5 separate regions of the Mus musculus genome follow, and all the other regions are linked to region 2. The links are chromatin contacts, called in public HiChIP or PLAC-seq and promoter capture Hi-C maps. All regions are on one chromosome and are shown on one strand. The core of a region is the stretch at or near the end of the contact, and the rest is flanking DNA. Distances in the headings are between cores, read along the strand shown. Region 1 has its middle 27 kb from the start of Atp6v1h. Region 2 holds the start of Mrpl15 (mitochondrial ribosomal protein L15). Region 3 overlaps Atp6v1h (ATPase, H+ transporting, lysosomal V1 subunit H). Region 4 has its middle 62 kb from the start of Rp1. Region 5 holds the start of Sox17 (SRY (sex determining region Y)-box 17).

Region 1 (3,381 bases), core at 604-3,103, 270 kb after region 2:
AGGGGGTTTGCAATCCCATGGAGGGAGCAACAGTGTCAACAGGCCAGATCCCCCCTGCACAGAGCTCCTGGGAACTGGATACCCAACCAAGGAATACACATGGAGAGACCCTTGGTGCTGGCCACATATGTAGCAGAGGATGGCCTTGTTAGACATCAGTGGAAGGAAAGGCCCTTGGGCCTGAGGGTGTTTGATACTCCAGTGTAGGGGAATGACAGGTCAGGAAGATAGGAGTGGGGGTGTGAGCAGACTCATAGCGGCAGGGGGAAGGAGGATGGGATAGAAGGTTTCTGAAGGGGAGACATAGAAAGGAGAAAACATTTGAAATGTAAATAAAGAAAATAGCCAATAAAAAACACAAACATGAAAAAAGAATGCTCTGTTTAAAAGTATAAGACAACACTTTATTTTTCTTCTTTTGAGACAGGGTTTTGAATTTGTTACGTAGTGTTCATCCTCTCATGTAAGAATAAGACGACTACCTCAATTTTGAGCCAAATTTGAAGCAAGTTTTAATTAGATATTGATAGGATGATAAACTCTGGCTGGGCTTAATCCTGGGTTGCCAGAAAATGGCCACAGGTCACGTTTTGCAGAAGCTTAAAAAGGAAACCCCATTAGACCATGCATTTCCCATCAGGTTCAATCAGGGACAAGCACACATCCCAACACAGTTCTTGCCTATGTACTTCCAGCCTACATGTGACCTAGCACAACCTTACCATTGAGTTAGAAAAGCTTGTATAGGAGAATGAAAACATGGCTTATTATATCCCATAAAACAGTAGCCTCCAACATTTCAGGAAGTTTTGCCTTTGGGCAAGTTAGAGATATTTTTGCTTTATGGATCTCATAGGCACAGTAACTAAAACAGAACCTTGAGACTCACAGTAGCTAAGGCTTGTCTTGAACTCCTGCCTCCAGCTCTACTAAGTGCTGACTTCACAGTTGTTTAGCATTTTTCTCTGAGGCTCTAAGATCTTGGCATTTGGTCAGGAATGCTATCCCACACCTTTGATTATAGTACTAAGGAGGCAGAAATAGGCAGATTTTTAATGAGTTCATGGCTACTCTGGGCTCCGAAGTAAGACCTTCAAAAAGAAGAAGAGGAGGAGAAGGAGGAAGAGGAGGAGGAGAAGTAGGAGAAGGAAGAGGAGGAAAAGAAGGAGGAGGAGGCAAAAAGAAAAAATGCAAAGAAAAGAGAAAAGAAAAGGACCGTGGAAGTTCTAAAGGAAGCCCCCTTTAATATTCTGGAAGAAGGGCCTATGATATGTCTCAGTGTCTAAGACCACTGGCTTCTCTTTCAGAGGTCTCTAATTCAATTCCCAGAAACCACATGCTGGCTCACAACCATCCATAAAAGGATCTGATGTCCTCTTCTGGCCTGCAGATGTATATGCAGCAGAGCACTCATACACTAAATTAAAAAAAAAAAAAGATTCTGGAAGAAAGAAGTCGTAGAAAATACCTAAAATCCCCCCCCCCCAACCTGTTCAGCTGTCTGAAAGTCCTGCAGTAATCTGGAGGGGGTCCAGATCTCATGAGTTGTCACTTATGCTGGAGTGGACTTTTGCTGCTGCTGCTGTGTTTAAGTTATTTCTGCTTCTGTAAGTAACCCTTCATCTATAATTCTGTAAGTAGCCCAATAAACTCATTGGTCCATCAGATTGGACTTTAGTGGTATCATGACTTTACTTTGTTTCTTATCTGTGATGAATAGATATTAGTTTTGCATTTCTGCAGGACTTTTTTCCTTTTATTTCTGTTGAATATGTTTGTGCTGTGTAAGTATACATGTGATGAATGCCCATGAGTGAGTGGGTACCTGTGATGTGGAGGCCAGAGGAGGATATTACTCTCGACTTCATTCCCTTGAGACAGGTCTATCACTGAACAGGAAGCTCATCTGTTTCAGCTAGGCTGTCTGGCCAGTGAGTTCCTAGAATCTGCCTATCTCTGCCATCTAATGATGATGTCACAAGCACATGGATCCATGTTCCACTTTTATGTATATGCTTTTATATCAAGTACTTTTACTCACAAACCCATGTTCCCAGCCACAGTCTATTTTCTAAATTGCTTTTGGCAACTATCAGTTTAGTGCAAAGATTTTTCAGAAAACCCAGATTCATGTCACCACTCACCTGATTTTCAACATCCCATATGTAGCCAGCAGTATTTCCAAACTTGTTTTTTAAGTCTAAACCTGGTCTGACAGCTTCAATCTACTGACTTAATGAAGCTGGGCAAGGATCCAAATGAAAGGAACAACCAGAAGTGCCATGATAATAAAGGGGAGCAATTAGCATGTCAGCAACATCAATCTAACCTGCTAGTGCAGTGCTTTAACATTTATTCCGCAATCAGTTTAAATTTACAGGAAATTGCTAAAAAGAAAATAGTTCATTGTGGACATTGAGTTTAGCCTTTATGAAGACTGCAGAACTACAGTTCAGTGTCAAAGCCAGCATCATTGGCACAATTCATAGTGGTCACTCAGATTTCCCATGTATTACATGCACTTGTATGTGAGGTTTTATCAAATGCCTAGGTTTGTGGGCCAGTCACTACAATCAAGATGTGCCACTGCATGTCCCCTACTAGACCATTCACCTCTTTCTAATTATACCCACCACTTTCCCTTCATTTCATTTTTTTAAAATTTAATTTCTATTTCTTTTGTTTTATTTCCAATTTTAAAAAATTAGGTATTTTCTTCATTTACATTTCAAATGCTATCCCAAAAGTTCCCCATACCCTCCCCCACCCACTCCCCTACCCAACCACTCCCACTTCTTGACCCTGACATTCCCCTGTACTGAGACATATAAAGTTTGCAAGACCAAGGGGTCCCTCTTCCCAATGATGGCCGAATAGGCCATCTTCTGCTACATATGCAGCTAGAGACAGGAGCTCCAGGGTACTGGTTAGTTCATATTGTTGTTCCACCTATAGGGCTGCAGACCCCTTTAGCAATTCCTGTAAATTTAAACTTTAGCTCTTTGGGTACTTTCTCTAGCTCCTCCATTGGGGGCCCTGTGTTCCATCCAATAGCTGACTGTGAGCATCCACTTCTGTATTTACCAGGCACCGGCATAGTCTCACAAGAGACAACTATATCAAGGTTCTTTCAGCAAAATCTTGCTGGCATATGCAATGGTGTCAGCATTTGGAGGCTGATTATGGGACAGATCCCCGAGTGTGACAGTCTATAGATGGTCCATCCTTTTGTCTCAGCTGCAAACTTTGTCTCTGTAACCCCTTCCATGGGTGTTTTGTCCCCAATTCTAAGAAGGGGCAAAGTGCCCACACTTTGGTCTTTGTTCTTCTTGAGTTTCATGTGTTTTGCAAATTGTATCTTGTATCTTGGGTATTCTAAGT
Region 2 (2,969 bases), core at 239-2,738:
GCTGCGTGCTCATCTTTATACTCCACCAACATAGTTCTCTCAGAATGTAGCTGATCCTAGTAACCAAAATACAAGGTGAAACACAGGGCAAAGTTCTAAGGAAGGGATGGGATCCAACAGGAATAACAAGCTCTACAATAAGCTAGGTCCCTGTAGTGATTGCTATCTGCTAGGTTGAGGCAGGAGGATTCAAAGTTCAAGGCCTGCCTAAGCTACAAAAAAAGGGCAAGGCCAGCAACCCCCAATTTTCTGAGAGTCTGTCTCTGAATAAAGCATTTAAAAATCGGGAAAGGGAACCAGATGTGGTGGCGCATGCCTTTAATCCCAGCACTCGAGAGGCAGGGACAGGAGGATTTCTGAGTCCGAGGCCAGCCTGGTCTAAAAAGTGAGTTCCAGGACAGCCAGGGCTCTACAGAGAAACCCTGGGGGGGGGGGGGGGGGGGGGCGGTGAGAGGGCATCGGGAAAGGGTTTGGGATTACAGCTCAGTGGTATAGTGTGCTTGAACAAACAAGCTAAGGGCCTAAATTTAGTCTTCAGGAAAAAGCAGCTGGAACGGAAAAAGAAAATCCTAGAACTAAACAGCCAAAACGAGGCTTGAGTGACATTAAATGTTTTATTTTTAAATTAATCGTAAATATGTAATTAGATCACATATGGCTAAGGAAAACTCCAATTTTTGCTAGGGACACATTCTAATTTCCTAAATTCCTAAAAGATAAGCTCCTGGCAACTTGTCCCCCTCCACAGAATTGTAAAACTGATGTGAAATGATTAATTGCTTCGGTAAAGTTCCTCATGTAGCTGTAAGTTCCCCAGAAATAAAGTAATTGCGACCTTTCAAAGCCCTCCACCTTCTACCCCTTTAACCTGGGCCTAAGGGGAATTGTGGTTGGCTGCACTATAACATTAAAAAATTGGCTAATTACAACTGGATAGAGTCGGGTAGTCTTTCGGTGTTCTCTAACTCCGTAACATCTTTCCCTTAATTGACTTTGTCAACCGCCCCCCCCCCTAAAAAAAAAGCCGTATATTAAGTTACTGTAAAAGCCGAGCAGCCGACCCACAACAGTTTTCTAGTTGCACCCTGGGTTGCACATTGGCCAGCTGGAATGTAGAAAAAACACTGGGATTTTTATAACGACGATAGGCACTTGCTAAGCAGTTCAGTTTAAACGCAATTTTGGATGAATCGTCTGCAGTTCCCGAGTGTGTACCCTCCGCCTGCTTAGCATCCTTAACACTGGGCGCACGCGGAAGGGAGCCAGGCGCCCGCACGCGTCCATCGCCAGAGTGACGCGGCCCCTGCACTCCCCGCACCGCCGCCAAGCGTTTACCCGTTTTCTGGAGTTAGGACTGGGCTTCAGGTTGGCCAGGCTCACTCTCGGCAAGGACCGCAGCAGGTCCAGGCTGGTCCCGCAGCCGCGCGCCGTGCCAGCCATGACCCGCGGTGCTTCAAGGGCGCCCAGGAAGCGGCGTAGACTCCGCGTTGCTTTACGGCTCCGCCCGGCCCCTGTCGCGCTGCAGCGGCCGTACTGCCCCGCCCCTGTCGTGCTGCAGAGCGACCGCATCCGCGTCGGTAGGCTATGTCTTCCAGCTTCCAGGCTTGATGTCTTTTTACTTCGGGGAACTGCATCAACTTTTGTGAGATCATGCTTTATCCTCTGGCTTTGGTACCATTTTGTGAACGAAAACTGTTCTCTTCTGCCCTGTAATGACTGAACACGCTGTACGGTAAAAGTGGGGCCTCATGAAGCGAAAAGTAATCCAAAATGATGTGAACAGGTTCAAGCTTTGAGACTCTGGTAATTCAACTGTTACAGTGCCTGGCTCTAGAATTAATTGTCTAATTAGGTTCAACCTAATAGCGTGCCTTGCAGTTAACGATGGGGGGTGGGGCATACTTAGCTCCTGGGGTATGCCAGAAACTGAGTTAAAGTTAGCCTTACTAGATTCATATAAACAACCACGCTAGAAGCGAGGTGTGGTTTTATGCCTATCAGATCGACCCAGCTGTCACAGCAGATGGTATAGATAGGATTCAAAGCTAATGAACTTAAACTGCCAAACATATATTTAACTCTCCAAATTAAATGATTTTTAAAACTTGTCTTAATACAAGTAATATAGAAAACAATGTGTTCATTTTTATATTCTTTTTCCGTTCCACTGTCTTGCTGGAGAATTGCTCCTACCAAGCTCTATCAGTTATATAGTGAAGGTGAGACAATTTAATAAGCAGCTGTTTCTAACTCAAATAAACCTTTATTTTTATTTTATTGATTCATTGTGAATTTCACATCATACACTCCAGATCCACAATCCCTCCGTCCTTTTTGCCCTTGCAAACCCCCCCCCCCCCAAAATAAAAATAAAGTTTAGGAAACCTCATCGTGAAGCTGTCGTGTGTCACAGTGTGTCCTACAGTATACCCTTTTGTCCATACATTATTACTTGCAAATGTACATTGCAATGAGTCATTGGTCTGGTTCTAGGTCTCTGGCTTCTGCTACACCAATATTGGATCCTCACAGGGACTCTATTCGGTTATCCTGCTATTGTCCTAGGTCACTGAGATCCTGCAGCTCTGGATCAGCAGGACTAGCTAGCCCTTTCACATGTTCCAACAGGTTACACATAAGGTAGATATCGGGGTGAGCTACTCAAAACCATGGATTTGGGCCTGGGGCCAGAGCCTGCTGGTCATTCAACATGGAAACCACGACTTGGGGTATGAGGATGATTATAGGAAAGGCAAAAAGAAGATGGAAGAGACAGATATGGGAGGGCTACAGGTCAATACCACCACTAGCAGCAAGTTTACTTTCTCAGTGTCTTTTAAAGGCTAGCAACAGAAAGCATGACCAATTCCAGGAAGTTAAACAATGAACATGAACATTTATGTGATAAGTGTATGGTACACACTATCCATGTTTGACTAAGGCCATTTCCTTCAGGCTTGGACAGTCTC
Region 3 (3,342 bases), core at 576-3,075, 350 kb after region 2:
ATCCTTTTGTCGCAGCTCCAAACTTTGTCTCTGTAACTCCTTCCATGGGTGTTTTGTTCTCAATTCTAAGAAGGGGCACAGTGTCCATACTTTGGTCTTCATTCTTCTAGAGTTTCATGCATTTGACAAATTGTATCTTATATCTTGGGTATACTAAGTTTTGGGCTAGTATCCACTTATCAGTGAGTACATATTGTGTGAGTTCCTTTGTGATTGGGTTACCTTGCTCAGGATGATGCCCTCCAGGTCCATCCATTTGCCTAGGAATTTCATAAATTCATTCTTTTTAATAGCTGAATAGTACTCCATTGTGTAAATGTACCACATTTTCTGTATCCATTCCTCTGTTGAGGGGCATCTGGGTTCTTTCCAGCTTCTGGCTATTATAAATAAGGCTGCTATGAACATAGTGGAGCATGTGTCCTTCATACCGGTTGGGACATCTTCTGGATATATGCCCAGAAGAGGTATTGCTGGATCCTCCGGTAGTACTATGTCCAATTTTCTAAGGAACCGCTAGATTGATTTCCAGAGTGGAGTACTGGTTAAATGGGAAACTCAAAGAAAGGTGTAAAGAAGTATGGATGTTTGCAAATATCATGTACTTTCTTCATGTCTCTTTGTCTAACTCAGAATTTCTTAGAAAAATCAACGGAAAGAGAAACTCGCCAAGAGTATGCTCTGGCTATGATTCAATGCAAAGTACTGAAACAGTTGGAGAATTTGGAGCAGCAGAAGTATGATGATGAAGATATCAGTGAAGACATCAAATTTCTTTTGGAAAAACTTGGTGAGAGTGTCCAGGACCTTAGGTGTGTTATCATCTTCATCATTGTCACATAATTACTTGTGATAGCTCATTCTGTAGCCCTGGCTGCCCAGGAACTCCCTGTGTAGACTTGGAACTCAGAGATCTGCCACCTCTGCTGGGCTAAAGATGTGTACCACCTGTCCTGGCATTAACATGCTTTTTAAAATTGCCATATACTAAATCTCTTGAGATTTGTTTGACCTTGAACTCCTGGACAGAAGTGATTCTGCCTCAGTCTCTTTAGTGGTTGGACACTATTGGTGTGTGTGGTTGGTTATATAACTTTTAAAGAAACTTTGAATTGATTACAAAGTATGAAAATCATATTTTCCTACAAATTCTGTTTTCTGCTGAAACATTCTACATTGTTAACTGTAGCTTAGAGCATTTGGCTATTCTTACTTGGAGAGATTCCTATCATTCTTTATAGAATACTAGTTGAGTGATATGTATATTTTATCATATCATATGTATATCTGTTTTCATTATTAGGCTTAGGATATGATTATTTAAAAATGCTAGTTTACTTAAACTCACTTGTCTGCATTAAGTAACTATTCAAACAGGATATTCTTGTCAATGTACCCTCTCTATCCTGGTTAAACTGAATTGTCTGTCAACATTAATGGTTCCATCTTTTAAAATTTTACTTGAAAGTAAGTCCAAGCATGTCTTGATACAGTCTGTTTAGTGGCTCTATTAGCTATTTTTCTCATTCTGCTACTCACACTGAATGTCAGTAGTGTTAATCCCAGCAAATGAGAGTAAAGATCATTACCCAAAATCTTTGGCCAAATTAAGCAAGCTTTATTTTCTGTCAGACATGGCTAACTTCCTAAAGCAGGGTTTGAAAAAAAAAAATAGCATTTAACATAGGAAAAGTAGGCTTTATATAGTCTAAAAAACTACAAGGCTAGGGAATTTTCAGGGGTTGGGAGATTTCCAGAGGGATTTTGGTTACACCAGAGCTTGGCTGAACATTGCAGAATGATTTGGCAGAACATCTTAGCATCTGGGTACATTCAAGGTATGAATCAAACTCCAGAGGGTGGGGGTCATGTCAGATTCCAGCAACAGGCTAAAGCACAGTCAACTTGAATTTTGCTGTACAAAGAAATGAACTTACCTAATCTTATAACAAAAATGGTCCATCCTTAAGTTGGAGTCAGGCTGGTCAATCAATTCCTGTAATAAAATTTCCTGACAAAGGATAAAAGTTTGTTTATTTTAACTCAGTTCCAGAGTGTGTGCCTTCTTTTCTGGTGTAGAGGTTATGGTGGCTGGAGCTTGTGACAGCTGATCATATTGTATCTGCAGTCAGGAAATAGGAAAGGATGAATGGTTGTGCTTCTGTCACTTTCTCCTCCTTATGCAGTCCAGGACCCAGCATAGGGATGAGTGCCATTTAAAAATGCACACATCTTTGTGCCTTGTCTTCATTGCTTTCTTGTTGCTGTGATAAAGTAATAAAATACCCTGACAAAAGCAATTTAAGGAAGAAAGTATTTATTTATGTTAGCTTACAGTTGTCAAGGGATAAGAAAGTCAATGATGAGAACGACTTGGGAAGGCAGCAACAGGCGTCTGGTGGGTCACATTACATCTGCATTCAGAAAGCAGACAGTGAACAGGAAATTTGAATCTGAAAAGCCTCTAGGTACATCTTCAGTAACCTACTTCTTCCAAGACTCCACCTTGTAAAGATCCCACAGTCATCTCAGACCGCACCCCTACCTAGGGACCAAGTGTTAAAGATGAGACTAAATGGGCCGTTTAACATTCACACCAGAAACTTCAAATCAAGTTGACAAATCCACCCACAGTAAATAAACCACACTTAAAAACAACCAAGTTACATACAAGTTTAGTTACTGAGTTTTGAATTACAATGTATTGAGTTTGTTAACATATAGAATTTTTGTTTTAATTTTGAAAGATTATTTCCACAAGTCATGTTTATATTAATAGTCATACTTAGTATTATATGAATACATGTGTGATACTGTTTTGTGATATAATAAGATATCTGCTTTTTACATATATTTACAATAATATATCTACTGACTTGGCAAATTACACTGCTATGACTCTCAGGGTAGAAATTGTCTATTTTCTAAAATATACGAATACATATTCATATATTAATTGGGAATAAAGATTTTGGTAGCAAGTAAAGATTTTAATATTCACACCAAACATTCAACTTTGGCAATGTTGGACCTTAGTTTCTATGATTTGTTGGTGATTAAACTGTTGAAGTTTATATAGTAGTGGTTAATATTTAGAGGGCAGTGAGTCATTGTAGTTGTTATTCTTGTTATTTTTTGAAACAGGGTCTTAACTATGTAGCCTTGTCTGACCTAGAAATGGGTACATAGATCAAGTTGGCCTTGAACTAACAGGTCTGCCTGCCTCTGCTTCTTGAGTGCTGGGATTCTAAGTGTGTATAAAGACCAGACTCAGTCTTTGTAACTAAGTCATATTTTAATTTGCTTAATTTTGTAGTAGCCCTTAGATTCTTATAACTGGAA
Region 4 (3,346 bases), core at 14-2,513, 360 kb before region 2:
GCAGAGGCAGTGGTTGCTCTGGCCGCAGAGAAGACATTGGCTGTTCTATTGGCTAAGCCCACCTCCAGAAAGGCTGGAAAGGGATCCTGCTACCTTTTCATAGTGAAGTGCAATTTTTCTATACTGTACATCATGATAGTGAAACATCTGTTTCCCTTCAGAAGCCAGCAGAGGAAATCTGCATTCATGTTGTAAACAACTCAAAATGTCAAATACAGGATGAACAGCTGAACACCATACTCTCCAAAGGTAAGGGTATTGTGCTATAGATTCATAACTATGAAAGACATGGACAAAAGACCTTGACCAAATAATTATAAAAGCAACTAATACAGGATAAAGGAAAACCCTGATCCAGGGAACAAGGACCAAGATAAAGATTCCCCCTACTTTGGACTTTGGAAATAAATGTCTGATGCAGTAATGAAATAAGTGATCAATTCATAAAACTCCAATCAGGAGCATGGTGACCACTGTCATTGAAGCTGACAAAGCTCAGAAGACTTTGGAACTGTTTTACAGAGAATGCTATCAATGGTGTGAAAACGCTGGCAAGGAAAGTCTTAGAAGGCTGTAAACAGAGAATGCTTGGTGACTGTGGTGGAGCTTCAGAAGTCAGAGGCTGGCAGGGCTGACGTCAGAGGGAAGACTGCTCACAAGAAGTCACAGTTAGGGATGGTGATCTATGTGCAACTGAGCTAAGATCATACATCGCACACTCTAGCAAATATCTGCTCTGTATATTGTCCATGTCCTGAGATTATAGTTAGTAAGGTAAATCCATTTTTCATTTAGCCCATCATTCAACCTATGGTATGGTTATTTTATAACTGCTTTTGGCTACGATTATGGGGAGGATTATAAACCAAAAAAATAAAAATAAAAAATAAAACAGAAAGGAGGTTCTTTTAAAAAATTAAAATAAAATAAAAGTATTTTTGCCTAGAAAAGAAGTACATGTAAAGCCGTGGCCCAGTAAAATGTGGCTGCTAAGGAGGTTCATGACACTAGAAAGAAAGCAAATGCATTACATCAACATGACAGGAAAGATGCCTCGGGGACATTTCACACATTGTATGACACCCACCTATTTGCACATACAAGATGATACAGTTTCAACTTTACTTTGAGCAGATAGCTCTGGGATATCGTGTCTGTATGGACTTCCCAAGAGAAAGGATTCCCTTGTGACCAGTCCTCAGGGACCCAGAGCCCACAGAAGCTGTGCTACAATAGGGTTCGGTCATTGCTTCAGCTACAAACATTGGCATTGTCTGCATCTGCTGATCGTACAGCAATGCAAAGTGCAAGGGTTACGGGGTCAGGGAGGCTTCTGAACACAGCGTAAAGGAAAATCTGGGAGGCCTAGCGATGTATGACAGGGTCAGAATCCCACAAGCAACCCCTAAGTGGATGGGAGTAGTGAAACTAAAGATAATCCACATTAGGGACTGTAGGAATGAGGAGTGTCTGCAACGAAAACCACAGGCAGTGATGGTAGTGAGCCAGAGACAAAGGCCGTAAGTCTGCAGATAGCCAGGGTGTGGGTAAGGGCTTCCCAACCCTTTGGATTTACATCACACCTACACATAGCTTAGATGCCAGAATAGGACTGCAGATGTAATGTTTCCTGATGGACTTTAGTCCTTCTTTTTTCCTTTCAATATCCAAATACCTCCCTTGAAGAATGAAAATATATACTCTGTAGAACTCTGTAAAGTAGCATACAACTTGCTTTCTTGTTTTATAGAGATTCTTCGTGAAAAAATTGCCTTGAATCTCAGACACACTTTGCATTCAAACTTTTTAACAATACAAAACTGTTGAAGGAATGCGCACCCTTAAAGATGGACAAAGTGCATTACGCTTTATTTCAGATAAATGTGGGCCCTTACTATAATTTAAGTAATAATTTAATTTTAAAAGATAATTTAATTTAATTACAATTGCTTACTCTACTTTAAAAATAGACAGCACCGCAGTTCAGAAGGCATTTTTATGTTTTTACTGAACAAACAAGGAACTTTGAGGAAAGGATAGAATTATCACACTGTACCCTATGACTATGTTTAAAATGTTTAATGTTTTTACTTATTTATTTGCGTGTATGTGTGCCCACACACACACATACCATGGCATACATGTGAAAGTTAGAGTGCAACCTGCAGGAAATCACTTCTCTTTACACTGTGAGTTCTGGGAATTGAATTCACATCATCAAACATGGTGGCAAACACCTTAATGGATTGATCATTCTCACTGGCCCACTTATATTTGTTGTGATAAAATTTAAAACCTACTGAAATTATAAGGAAAATTTGTGAGGTCTGGAATACTAATATTTTTGTATTTAATAAAGAAATCATTAAAAGGAAACAAAACTGGAAGTCTACTTTTCCCTTTGTTTCCCTTTGTTCCCCTTGACTTAATTCTTCCTTCTTAGTGTAAACACTGCCTCTCTGGAAAAGCAGAAGCCATCACATAGGACACCCTTCATAGTCTCTACCCAAGGAACCAGCCGGGTCTTCTGTTCCTGTACTGATCGGCGGTTTGTTGCCATCCAGAGATGCCTGCAAAGGTTTCCAGTTACTCACCTTGGAATTCTACTCACAACCTGTATCACTGCTTTCGCATACCTTGACTAGGGGTACAGTCATTCTAGTGGAGGATTGGACATTTTCAACTTTACTAACATTACAAAACTGCTCAGCATCAGGTAACATCACTAACTAATACCCCAGTCAGCAGCAGGAGACTCTTCTTAGTCCTCACAATCTGAGAGCACTCGTGGATCCGCCTTGAATTATTTGCCTATCCAGAACTAGATAGAAGTTTCAGTTCCAGTGTGTATTTGCCTGATAAACGATGTGTGAGGTGGGTTCTGGTCACTCCAGCTTCATCTGCTGTAGCATGCCTGTCTATAGTCTTTTTTCTTGTATGTATGTGTGTGGGGAGGGCAGTTCTAAATGATCTCTAGTTTATTATTATGCTACAGCTGTATCGATTATATGCTATCCAAAGTTCTTCCAATCTTCCAGACGTAGTTGACGGTATATTTTATATCAAAGATTTTTAACTCCTGGTGAGTTTTGTTTCTTTGCTTTGTTTCTTTTTATTTTTTATTTATTTATTTTTTTTAGGACAGTGCTGAGCCTAAGGCTTCTCTGCGCATGCTAGGAAAGTTCTGCCACCGAGCTACATCCCCAGCCCCCTAATTTTAACACCTAAATAACCAGAATGTTATCCATTATGGTTTACGCTTTTGATCTTTCTTTCTAAAAATCACCCTTTGCCATGCTGTTACAAAATTTGGTCTGTTTTTTAAAACTCTGCTCAAACTAAATTT
Region 5 (3,116 bases), core at 136-2,635, 290 kb before region 2:
GGTGTAGGTCTAGAAAATGTATTTACACCATTTTACCTGGGTACCTAGTTCTGTTCGAGCTCCATAAAAGGAACTGAGAAAGTGGTTAGAAAGAAAGCCCGGGGATGGGGAGGCAGCGTTATTTACAAGCATCCCTGAAGATTAACAACTGATCTTTCTGAGGGAAAGCACAAACACAGTAGGAGTCCAAGCGACCACTTTTGGGCTCTTCCCCGTTCCTTAAAACAGCCTCCCCTGGAGTCCCTAGATAGCACTTTACTTAACAAATCTACCAGGAAATGTGGCGCTTTCCCAAGACTAGTCCCCCTTCCCGTCCTCTTACCTAGATCTAACTTCTGCTGACCATTCTCTTGATAGATACTTTGGGAGGAGTGTTGGGGCCAACCGCACTTCAGACCCGCCAGCAGTGTGAGTGGGCCATATTTCAGTTTCTTCACTAAATGGGTGTTGGAAGCCGAGCTCACGACGTTATCAAAGCCAGCCACAAATGCCACAAGTAAAGAAGCAAACATCCGGAGCGGCTTCCTGCAAGCCTTGCTTCCCTCAACACTAGAGATTTACTGGGGTGGGGGTGGGTATCTGGACTAGAAGCCTGGCACGCCTGTCTGCTGTAGTCCGCAGCGGTATCACACTCAAACAGTGCAGGATTTCTAGGTGGCTACTGCCTAAGCCACATCCCCAAAGCAGACCTGAGGCTCGAAAGGCTGGGGCAAGGAAGCGTCTAATGTAACTAGAAGCTGTGCCCGTAACCATTTGGGGCCTGTAGCAAGCGGGTTGGTGATCAACTGGGACTCCGAAGTGGGAGAGTCTAAGCCACTCTTCTACAGCGAGCCTCAGAGTGAGTGGTTGATTTCTCGAAGGTTTTATGGTTTTGGTGTTCTGATGGCCAAGGCCTGTTAAAGGACATTCAAGTCCAATTGCACAGGATCCGTGGGCACTCAAGCAGATCCGTGGTCTGTGGAGAGCAAGTTCATGAGGGCGGAAAAGGGAGCGTGGGCTGTCATCACGGAGACAGCCCCCGGCGGACTCTAAGATAACAGAGACAATAGTACCACTGGACGGTCTAAAATACGTGCCTCAGAGTCTGCCTCTGAGAACACCGAGCGTCGTGCCCCGGGCTCCGCACCTCCCAGGTAGGGCCACGCAGAGCGATGCGGTCGATTGGCACCTTTCACCCGGGCACCAAAAGGCGCAGTCTCTTCTCCCCTTTATACCTTTCGCGCTCTTTCCAGTCCCTGGTCAGTCCCCAGTGGGTCGGAGGTGGAGATGGAAATTCGGGAACTTGAGAGGAAAGAGTGGCAAGAAAGACAGTGATCACCGGCCCCCACGGTGGCCCAGAACATTCAGGCCAGACCCTGCAATCTTCGCTTTGCTAGCCTCTCCCGTGAGAGCTGAGAACGTCTGACCCCAAGATTAACTTCGGGGGCTCATTCCGCACACCGTTGGGAGCGTGCATCCTGGGTGGGCGGGGTCTCACGTAACTGTCCGAATCTCTGTCTAATCGTGCCCCGAAACCCCACCCTAGCAGCTGGCGACTCGGAGACCACGTCCTCCTTCCCGCTCGGCCCTAGCTGAGTTTTTCCGCGGCGAAGCAGGAAGTAAACTGCTCCCGCTCCACTTCCCAGCTCAGTAACCGGTCGGGAATGTTTCTTAGAACCCATACCCCATCTGTGTTCCCCAGACGAAGTAAGGACTCCTCTTTATTCCTGCTCCATGGAACCTCAGGTTCTCTTGGGACGGTAGTCTGAGAGCTAGGAATGAAGCCTTGCTCACATTTCTTTGTCCTCTTCCTTGAAATTTAAAGACAATTCAAATATGGCTTGGGTTTTTATAAAGGTGATGGCTGCTGTAGCCTAGTAGTACCACACCCTAGGGAAGACGGGCTTCCTTGGAGAAAGGCAATCCTCGCCTTGCAGTCTGGCCTGTCACTGTGAGCAGAGCACTTGCACTCTCTCCAGAGAGCAAACTGGGTAGGACTGCTTCCCAGGATGCCCAGTGTGGCATCCTTAGTCTTCTTCTCTGATTTATTAATATCCAGCTCAGTCTATGATCCTGTAATACTCCGTTCCTGGACTGTGAAAGTGATGATGACTACACAGTGGGTCAAGCACATTGAGTTGTTTCGTTGAGTTTGCTTTGGTTTTGTAGCAGAGGCAATAGGTGCCTTTCCATCCAGAAAACTCTGCTCCCAAGATCCCCTATCAGGATTAACTGCATGGCGCCAGATTGTTGGTTAGGGCAAGGTATGTGCTCTGTGATCATGGAAATGATCAAAGTTAAATAGGACTTGCCACTCCTGACAGCACTCATTACCTCCTGTATGCGCTTCAAGCATAACAGATTTCTAACCTGAACCTAATTTAGCTTCCAAAGCTTAAAAACAAGAGGGAAGAGTTAGGAAGCCTTCCGGGGTTTCAGCTGGGTTACTTGAATGTTGTACTCTACCCATTTGGTGAACATGCCAACAAGTTCATAGCAACACAGGGTCTTCCGTTCACTACACCTTTCAATCCTGGATCACAGGGCTTTCCAGCCTTGACTACATACTTACGAATAATAGAATGTCCAGATTAATCCTTGGGTCTTCTTACTCCTAAGTGGAAACAGTAAGGACCATCTCCATAGACCTTAAAGGCTCATATGTCTGGGTCACAGGACTTCTGGAGAGTAATATTCTCTCCACGTCTCCTTCAATAATTCAAATTGCATCTGAAATCACAACATTACTGGGTGTTTAAATCCCACGGCTATCTTAATGCTTTTATCGAAGAAAGCCAGGCTGAAGATGCACATACATAATTTTACAAGTAGCTATATGATGCAAAAGTAAATGTCTGTCTTTAGGGCATTTGGAAAGTTATCTTTGAAATTAATTTCTTCATAAGCATGGTAATGTTTACAATGCAGTTTCCCTACCTCATCTGACCCTCACAACTGCCCTGGAAGTTACTGAAGTCGCTATGCCCGCAGTCCTCTTTTGGTGAAAAAAGAGCAGCGACTCAGTGACTTAACGCCACATAACAAAGGTTCTTAGACCATATCATTTTTCTAGCAGGAAACAATAACAGGCCTTATTATGAATTTATTTCTGTGCCATGTTTACAAATAATGAGAGA

The links. HiChIP or PLAC-seq counts read pairs in DNA pulled down with a chosen protein or histone mark. Capture Hi-C pulls out chosen DNA fragments and counts their contacts.
Region 1: a contact with region 2 is called in an H3K4me3 HiChIP or PLAC-seq map of the 230-238 cell line, with 11 read pairs. The contact joins the enhancer-like site here to the promoter of Mrpl15 in region 2. A contact is called at or near these places in 3 of 39 promoter capture datasets (the C10 cell line, the HPC-7 cell line and cranial neural crest), 2 of 484 Hi-C or Micro-C datasets (the C2C12 cell line and uterus), 8 of 115 datasets of contacts at active chromatin or transcription factors (the 230-238 cell line, the NIH/3T3 cell line, the SCID.adh cell line and 3 more) and 3 of 9 other capture datasets (adipose tissue, liver and pancreatic islet).
Region 3: a contact with region 2 is called in an H3K27ac HiChIP or PLAC-seq map of embryonic stem cells, with 5 times the contacts expected there. The contact joins the enhancer-like site here to the promoter of Mrpl15 in region 2. A contact is called at or near these places in 5 of 39 promoter capture datasets (the 3T3-L1 cell line, the C10 cell line, the HPC-7 cell line and 2 more), 2 of 115 datasets of contacts at active chromatin or transcription factors (embryonic stem cells and large pre-B cells) and 1 of 9 other capture datasets (embryonic stem cells).
Region 4: an H3K27ac HiChIP or PLAC-seq map of extraembryonic endoderm stem cells shows a contact between it and region 2, with 4 times the contacts expected there. The contact joins the enhancer-like site here to the promoter of Mrpl15 in region 2. A contact is called at or near these places in 1 of 15 datasets of contacts at CTCF or cohesin (the NIH/3T3 cell line), 3 of 484 Hi-C or Micro-C datasets (the G1E-ER4 cell line, long-term hematopoietic stem cells and uterus), 1 of 115 datasets of contacts at active chromatin or transcription factors (extraembryonic endoderm stem cells) and 1 of 9 other capture datasets (embryonic stem cells).
Region 5: a promoter capture Hi-C map of liver shows a contact between it and region 2. The contact joins the promoter of Sox17 here to the promoter of Mrpl15 in region 2. A contact is called at or near these places in 13 of 39 promoter capture datasets (the HPC-7 cell line, HPC-7-derived erythroid cells, cranial neural crest and 8 more), 8 of 484 Hi-C or Micro-C datasets (2-cell-like embryonic stem cells, LSK cells, embryonic stem cells and 4 more), 11 of 115 datasets of contacts at active chromatin or transcription factors (cardiomyocytes, embryonic stem cells, extraembryonic endoderm stem cells and 5 more) and 3 of 9 other capture datasets (adipose tissue, liver and pancreatic islet).

The regions. Positions count from the first base shown.
Region 1 is chr1:5,053,913-5,057,293 of GRCm38.p6, forward strand. It overlaps a transcript of Rgs20 not described here. Among named protein-coding and RNA genes, the nearest start is that of Atp6v1h, 27 kb to the right of the region's middle. Within about 2 kb of position 1,854, at least 3 of the 459 cell types and tissues checked have an H3K27ac peak or open chromatin away from gene starts, as enhancers often do. A contact at or near this core is called in the 230-238 cell line, where this site is marked.
Region 2 is chr1:4,784,238-4,787,206 of GRCm38.p6, forward strand. It overlaps Mrpl15 (mitochondrial ribosomal protein L15), which reads right to left and starts at 1,489. Exons shown (of 5, transcript NM_001177658.1): 1 at 1,336-1,489. The coding sequence starts at 1,440.
Region 3 is chr1:5,132,451-5,135,792 of GRCm38.p6, forward strand. It overlaps Atp6v1h (ATPase, H+ transporting, lysosomal V1 subunit H), which reads left to right. Exons shown (of 14, transcript NM_133826.5): 10 at 634-812. Among named protein-coding and RNA genes, the nearest start is that of Atp6v1h, 51 kb to the left of the region's middle. Within about 2 kb of position 1,826, at least 9 of the 459 cell types and tissues checked have an H3K27ac peak or open chromatin away from gene starts, as enhancers often do. A contact at or near this core is called in embryonic stem cells and liver, where this site is marked.
Region 4 is chr1:4,421,123-4,424,468 of GRCm38.p6, forward strand. No RefSeq gene overlaps it. Among named protein-coding and RNA genes, the nearest start is that of Rp1, 62 kb to the left of the region's middle. Within about 2 kb of position 1,264, at least 9 of the 459 cell types and tissues checked have an H3K27ac peak or open chromatin away from gene starts, as enhancers often do. A contact at or near this core is called in extraembryonic endoderm stem cells, where this site is marked.
Region 5 is chr1:4,495,969-4,499,084 of GRCm38.p6, forward strand. Sox17 (SRY (sex determining region Y)-box 17) reads right to left here and starts at 1,386. Exons shown (of 5, transcript NM_011441.5): 1 at 323-1,386.